Regions from separate parts of the Rattus norvegicus genome. Here region 2 is linked to region 1. The links are chromatin contacts, called in public Hi-C maps. All regions are on one chromosome and are shown on one strand. The core of a region is the stretch at or near the end of the contact, and the rest is flanking DNA. Distances in the headings are between cores, read along the strand shown.

The links. Hi-C and Micro-C count contacts between places; a contact is called where the count stands out from the background.
Region 2: a contact with region 1 is called in a Hi-C map of psoas muscle, with 5 times the contacts expected there. The contact joins the enhancer-like site here to the promoter of Abra in region 1. A contact is called at or near these places in 3 of 12 Hi-C or Micro-C datasets (the A7r5 cell line, prefrontal cortex and psoas muscle).

Annotation. Positions count from the first base shown.
Region 1 is chr7:74,857,342-74,861,287 of GRCr8, reverse strand. Abra (actin-binding Rho activating protein) reads left to right here and starts at 2,212. Exons shown (of 2, transcript NM_175844.3): 1 at 2,212-2,914. The coding sequence starts at 2,265.
Region 2 is chr7:74,924,059-74,927,993 of GRCr8, reverse strand. No RefSeq gene overlaps it. Among named protein-coding and RNA genes, the nearest start is that of Snora4, 48 kb to the right of the region's middle. Within about 2 kb of position 2,158, at least 2 of the 93 cell types and tissues checked have an H3K27ac peak or open chromatin away from gene starts, as enhancers often do.

The DNA.
Region 1 (3,946 bases), core at 963-3,462:
GAATGCAATGCGTGCTAATTTATGAAACCCCGGTAACGTCGTCCGTCTGTATTTCTTCTCTATCGGGATGGAACCTAAACAACGCTGAGTTGGAAGGTAGAATGAGGAAATCGACCTGATCCTGGGCTGAGCTTCTGAGACTATCAGAGAAACCTATTCTAACCATGACCCAGGGGATGAACGGAATCCAACTAGCATTCAACAGTGTTTAATGTGCAGGAAGGAAGGCCAGAAATTAAAGCTGAGATTTAATTTATTGTTAGTCCCTGGCTCTTGTGATCCCATTTCCCACTTAACCGAGAGGGATCCGGACTCGGTATGTTGATGCCATCACATGCTGCTGAACTCAGAGAACACACCGGACAGATTTCTAGATAGAGTTTTATAACATGTTCCAAGTTGTTTCACTCCTGGGGCGTGAATTACTGACACGATGAAAAACTGACACCATACTTTTTTTTTTAAACTGAATGTGTCTATCAGAAGAAATTAACTTTTATATTTTTCATACTGTTCACAAGGCAACAGTTTTTCCAACATATAGTGTGTCACCCTTGGAGAAATGGACAGAGTTTAAAGCCTAAAGCAGTGGCAAAGGAAAAAAGAAAGGTCTATTTGTTCTTAAGGAATTATTCAATGCTTAGTCCTGCACGTTTTAATCTGGTATAATACACTGAACAGGTGCTGTTTCTCTGTCCACATGACTTATCCTTTCAGTTCTCTTAAAAATATTTATTTACTTGATGTTCTGAAGGTTCAAACAAATATCATTGCCTGCTACCAAAGATTTTATTATTAAAAACAAAGAGGAATGTCTGTTTTCAGGCCTGACCATTTGGTACTGGACAACTGATTGATGAGCTTGTCCCCGGGGAAGACTATTTCTCCTGCTGGCAGCATTCCTTAGTTGCCTGTAGTGTTTTGTATAGGATCAGAGTCTTACATAGACTAGCAGGTTGTACGTATTTATTTAGCACACACACACACACACACACACACACACACACACACACACACACCAACTGATGAGAAAAGAAGCCATAAACTTGAAGGAGAGCATGAAGAGATATATGGGAGGTTTGTAGGGAGAGAAGACTAATGATGTGATTAAATTACAACATCAAAGATAAAAGAAATCATTTAAAAATGAACTCAGAGTTAATCATTAAAAACAAGACAGCGAGGCGGGAGCCTGACTGGTGGTACATGCCTTTAAGTCTATCTAGCACAGTGGGCAGAAAGAACCAGGTGGAATTCTGGGAGTTTAAACAAAACTTGTTCTACATAGCAAGTTCCGGGCTAAAATAAAATAAACTGCATGCTTCAGATAAGTCATTATTTTGTCATTATATGGATTCAACCATTTCAATGATTATTTTAGCCATAATTTCTAAAATACATAAAAATAAAATTCAATTTTTATGTCATTAGAACAGTTTAGTGTCTTAATATTCATATATATTACATGCTAATAGGATTTCAACAATAATTAACCTTTCAACATTTGGACCTTATTCTTCCTCTGGGCATCAATGTTTCCATCTGGAAAATGAAGATCTAAGCAGACAGCCTTCTACAATTTGTTTCTGTTTTGTTTTGTTTTGTTTTTTTGTTTGTTTTTTTAATTTTTTTTTCCGGAGCTGGGGACCGAACCCAGGGCCTTGCGCTTGCTAGACCAGCGCTCTAACCACTGAGCTAAATCCCCAACCCCCTACAATTTGTTTCTAATGGTTATAGATTAACAGAAGCTCCAGCCTTGAAAATCTCATATATTATTGGGAAGAAGTAAGATATCTTTTCACTCAGCTATTAAAGGGAACCAAATAACAGCTGTATTGAGGGTTACAGAGGTTTAAGTGAGAGCAAGCCTGGAACAGTCTAGGACAATTTGTGCACTAACTGTCTACTCCTATAAATGGTTGGATCACATTTTAAGGTCAAGGAAAACATAAAGCTAAGCACATGATTCAATCTAGTACTTTCCACCCTGGCACTTGGAGAAGAAAGGAGGGAACATATCAGTGTCCTTTGCCACCAGAGATGTCCCTCCGCGGTGATGAAATGGGACCTGTCAGGGTTTAAAAACAGAACACCGTCAGAGCCATAGCACCACATCTTGGCAAGAAATGCCTTGCATAGTTTCCACCGTCACAGGCGCTCCTTCCCACTCACACCCTGCTTCTATTTAAATCCCAGGCAACTCTCTCAACCACATTCCCTCTTTAGCCAGTGCCTAGGCTGTCCGCAGAGAAGAAACAGGTAGCATGGCTCCTGGAGAAACTGAAAGGGAGGCGGGGCCGGCCAAGAGTGCCCTCCAGAAGGTCCGCAGAGCAACCCTGGTGATCAACTTGGCCCGAGGATGGCAGCAGTGGGCGAATGAGAACAGTACCAGACAGGCCCAGGAGCCTGCAGGCTGGCTGCCAGGAGCAACTCAAGACCTACCTCACACTCCTAAAGAACCGGGTCCTCGCCAGCATGCCCCCAAACCTCCGTCTCCAAAGCCAGATGGAGACAGAGAGGGACGAGGCTCTGAGGAAGCCACGGAGGTCTCCCATATCAAAAGGAAAGAGGTGACCAGAACGGTTGTCAGTAAGGCGTATGAGAGAGGAGGAGATGTGAACTACCTGAGCCACAGGTACGAGCATGATGGCGGCGTGTCTGAAGCGGTCCAGCCAGACAATGACATTGACAGAATCCTCCTCAGTCACGACTCGCCAACGCGGAGAAGAAAATGCACCAACTTGGTATCTGAGCTGACCAAAGGCTGGAAAGTGATGGAACAGGAGGAGCCCAAGTGGAAGAGTGACAGCATAGACACAGAGGACAGTGGCTACGGAGGGGACATGGAGGAGAGGCCTGAGCAAGATGTAGCGCAGGTGGCTGCTGCCAGGATTAAACGCCCCTTGCACTCCCAGTAAGTGAATGCATCCTTCCACTCCTTAATCACCGAGGAGTTCCAGTCAGTACCCAAAGTACAGAGGGCAGAGGATGAACTGCCAGTTACAGTGGGTCCTTTAGGGTAGGGAGCACATCTCTGGCCTGAAAGGACACAGCTAACTTCAGCTGTCCCTTCTGGTCCATGCCATTTCTGTTTTACCTGTAAGTGGGAACTGCTGTCAGTACCCTGCTCGGGCTTCCTGAATTAGACTCGCACATGGACCACCCTCTTGGTGTGGTGGAAAACATGCACCAAGCTTAGAAATGAGACACCCAGACACTAAGACACACCAAAGTCACGTGATCAGTAAGCAAGACATCTGGAAAGGTTGAACCAGAGATTGTTTTGTAATCCCCATGCTTCTCGAATTCCCTCAGCATAAAGCAAGGTGTCAGTTTGATTGATCTCGGTAACCTCCAAAGTGCAGGATTTTAGTATAAGTGATGGGCTTTAAACCAAAGGGGGGAAATACGTGGCCTTTTGCTTTTCTGTGTTTGCACACATGAGTGTGTGTATGCATCTGTACATGCATGTGTGCACAGAAGGATGCCAGCTATCTTTCTTTGTCACTCACCACTCATGTACAAGACCAGGTATCTTACTGAACCTAAGGCTCGCTATTTTGGCTCAGCTATGGGACCGGTGAGCATCCAGGAATTAGTCTGTTGGCTTTTCAGTGCTGGGCTCCTATGAATGTTGGCCATACCTAGAATGTATTTTTATGTGAGGTGTGGTGATTCAAACTCAGGTCCTCATGTTTGCAGAGCGAGAACTCTTTTTTTTTTTTTTTTTATTAACTTGAGTATTTCTTATATACATTTCGAGTGTTATTCCCTTTCCCGGTTTCCAGGCAAACATCCCCCTCCCCCATCCCCTTCTTTATGGGTGTTCCTCTCCCCATCCTCCCCCTTGCCGTTCTCCCCCCAACAATCTAGTTCACTGGGGGTTCAGTCTTAGCAGGACCCAGGGCTTCCCCTTCCACTGGGAGCGAGAACTCTTAACCATCTC
Region 2 (3,935 bases), core at 909-3,408, 67 kb before region 1:
GGTTTCATGGTAGAGACTAGGAGTTAATCAGGAGATGGCTACAGTTTCTGAATACTGACCTCACTGTCACCTAGAACAGAATCAGATGGGGAAAGTACTCCACAGGTTATAAAAACTGTGCTAAGCATCAGTCTAATTCTGGGCGTGAGAAAAAGAAGAGTCCCTACAAAGCCTCTGCCGTAAAGTCAGCCGTAGCCTTGGGCAGCTCATCTGCTATGAGCATCTTAGAGCCCACGTCTTGTCTAACAGGAAGCATTTAATAGAATGTACCTGGGAGAGAAGGCTGTGTCCAGAGGTGAGTTTTGTTTGAGGATATCAGCTTTCAACCTCAACTCACCCACATCCAGTTTGCTTTGTATACAGAGCAAGAAGACTTTGGTGTCTAGGAAACACCACCACTACCATTCCTAGCCCAACTCCCACTGTCCCTAGATAAAGGGCAGGTATCTCTAACAAGCAATTGTCTGGTTAGAGAGGTGAATGCTGGGAGAAGAAAGAAGAGGTACTAAAATGTTTATTACGGCCATTAAGTATCAAGTAGCGTAGGCCAACCACATAGTACCTGAGGGCAGGCACTTAAAATGAAGGTTGCCACTTGGTGAAGACACTAGGCTTTTCCGAACCAAAGACACAGGGACTGAGCTGTATTTGTTTCGTTTCTGACCAAATTCTAAACAAAAGACTGAGAGGGCAAAAGGCGTACACTCTGATGGATCTGCGGTTGTGGAGTCTGCCCTCACGGATAAGGCTAGAAGAGAATCACATAGGCAAGACATGTATGTGTCTTTTAATCTCCTGGAGTGCTTTCACTCACATTTTGTACCTCTTGTTCTTTGCCAAAAATAGTTACCTGAGCAAGCCACTTGCCTGGTTTACTTCAAGCTTCACTAAGTAGTTCGCACATTTCTACAGAAAACTAGCTGGTATAATTTAGGCTGAAGAGATCCAAAATTCAAAATTACATACATTTCAGAGACAATCAACTGGCATTAAATTCTAGTTTTTAACATATGTCCTCTAAGGAAAAGAGAACAAAATCACAGTCCAGCTATTCAATGGGAAACATAGTCTATGGAAAAAGTAGTGTATAACTCCCAAAGATCAAGCAAATTGACTTTACAAAAAGCAAGAAGTGATTAGGCAAAAGACAATGCTGTGAATAGGAGACAGCTTACTGAAGAAACTGTCAAGGTGAAAAGGTTTACTAGATCATATCATATTTGTACTAAAGTAAATAGCATCTAGATATGGCAGACCAACACATCATATAAGGCACTTACTTAATTAGGAAGCCCTTCTGGCATGAGACATATTTGCACCCCAAGTGTGTGTGTGTATGTGTGTGTGTGTGTGTGTGTGTGTGTGTGTGAGTGTGTATGTGTGTGTGCATGAGAGAGAGAGAGAGAGAGAGAGAGAGAGAGAGAGAGAGAAGGGTATGCATTTATGTCTGTGTACTATTAGGCACTGCATGAAGATTACATAATAATTTTTCGAGTTTATGAAAAGGTAAGATAATTAATGGACCCACAAATTTCTCCTGCAATAGCAAGCGGGAGCTCTGAGAAGCAGTGGAGAGCATTAAGGACCAAGGTCATTCAGCATTTGCTAGACACTGTAGTGGTTTGAAGAACATGGCCCCCGTAGGTTCACAGGGAGTTGCACTATTGGGAGATGTGACCTTGTTGGAGGAAGTGTGTCACTGGGGTGGGCTTTCGGGTTTCAGAAGCTCAAGCCAGGCCCAGTAGCACACTCTCTTCCTGATGCCTGTGAATCCAGGTATAGAACTCTCAGCTGCCTCTCCAGCACCATGCCAGCCTGCATGCTTCCCGCCATGATGATAACGGACACAACCTCTAACCTGTAAGACAGTCTCAAGTTAAATAATGAAAATTTCCATGGTCACAGTGTCTCGTGGCAGCAATAAAATCTTAAGACAGATGCCTTCAAAGCAGGTGGATGATTATGGAAAAGACAGAAAGGGGATTATGTTTAATATCTGCATTACAAATTAACAGCTTAAAATAACAGGAGTTAGTTTCTTCGTAGAGCTTCTGAAGGTCAGGAGCCTGGCTGGGAGAGTCAAATCTGTAGTTAGGTCGCATTACAGATGAGAGCCTCAGAAGTAACCACCTGACTGGAGAATCTACTTCCAATTTCACTCACAGGGCATCTGGCCACATCACAACCTGTTTTTGCCAAGTAGGCTTCTTCATAGCCTCCTTAGTGGAAAGCTACCTCTTTAGAAGTAAGAGCCACAGCTAGCAAGAAAGCCACAGTGAGGCTTAGATTCAAACATGACATACCACCACCATTTCCCTTATACCACTGACAAATACCAGCCCTGGAAGAATGTAGGAAGGGACTTTTATGATTCCTGATATCTATACTAGTAGGTAGAAGATTAGATTAAGAAATAATAATAAATTAAAATCAGGACATACAATAAGCCTTTTCAAGAGAACATTTCTATTGTGGCCAAAGGATGACTTCCTCTGTAAAATGTTGGTAGATTCTGACCCTTGAGTCAAGACCTAAAGATGGTAAGGAAAAGCCTGATACATTAGAGGAAATAAGCTCCTCTACCCAGGAGTGATAAGGAAAAAGTGATAAAGGAGGAACTTGGGTGGGAAAGCAGTCAGATCAATTGTGACCTAAGAGTGCAAGGAGTATGCTCTGAGGAAATTGCTACCTCTCACTTAAGAGGTTTTATATCTAGTCCTCAGAAGGAAAGGAAGGACGTCTGTAGTTCCTTTTTCTCCTAGCAGAATCCTTCTATGATCTATATTTCTAGGTGGTTAGGTTGTCTTCTGGCTATGAATCCCCACCGGAAACCTCAGGGCCCACATAGCTGGAGAGGTGGAAACCCATTAGCCACAGACCTATGGACGGGTTCCAAACAGACAGAATCTCTAGAGGTCATCATTAACAACCTCCACGGCGTAAGTGGTGCTTGAACAGTGGTTCACGAAAAGCCACCACTGTGAATTGCACACTACAAACAGAACCATATGCCTGAAATGGTTCTAAAGGCAAATTGTATTTGTTCTGGTCACAGACCTAAATTACAGGTTTGACCAGAACCAAAGTATTTGGGGTTTTGTCTGTACTGAAATCAAGGCTTAAAAATGAAGTATGACTGCAGTGGCTGTAAGAGTTCAATGATATCTTGAACCCACCAGGGATCCCTCTTGCTTGAACTATAAGCCAGTCTACCTGCCTCTTAAGAAGCTGAATGAATCTGAAATAGCTTACATATGCAGATTTTCTAAAAGAGCATGACTTGTAACTGGTCCTTTCTTGAAGCACATGTATCTGAAATCTTAGCCACCTTTTCAATGTCTGGTTGCCATGAAGCTAGAAATGCCTCTAGGAGGATATCAAGGGTCAAGGAAGAAGCTGGAAGATCTCCTAAGGTGACAGCCACATGGAGCTCAGTGGATGTATGTAGAATGTTTGCCCTGTCCCAACTCCTGGGAGACTACAGTGTCCTAAGAGACTCTAAAGAAACCTTATCTCAGTTTTTTCAACCCTCAGTAATGTCAAAGATAACAGTAAGTGATTATTATTTTGAATCATTATCTAAAACAGTCCCTGTGAAAAGTGAAAACTTTATCAAACCCATATTACTAGAAAAGGGATTTCAAAGAAAATGTTTACTGGGATCTAACATAGTTCCATACAATTTACTTAAATTTTGGAGTCCCTGAAATCTAATGATTGAATTTTCACTTCCTTTTATATGCAAGCCTCTTTCAGAGCTTTCTTACCTAAAGAAACTCAACTATGTCAAATATTTCCATGACATAACTAGTGAGACTCTATTTTGAAGATTCTAGTAATAATCACATTGGAAAGTGAACATCTTGAGAACAGAAGACACTCAATAACCAAAGTTATGTTATGTTACTGGGAGATAAAGTAATAAAATGATAATT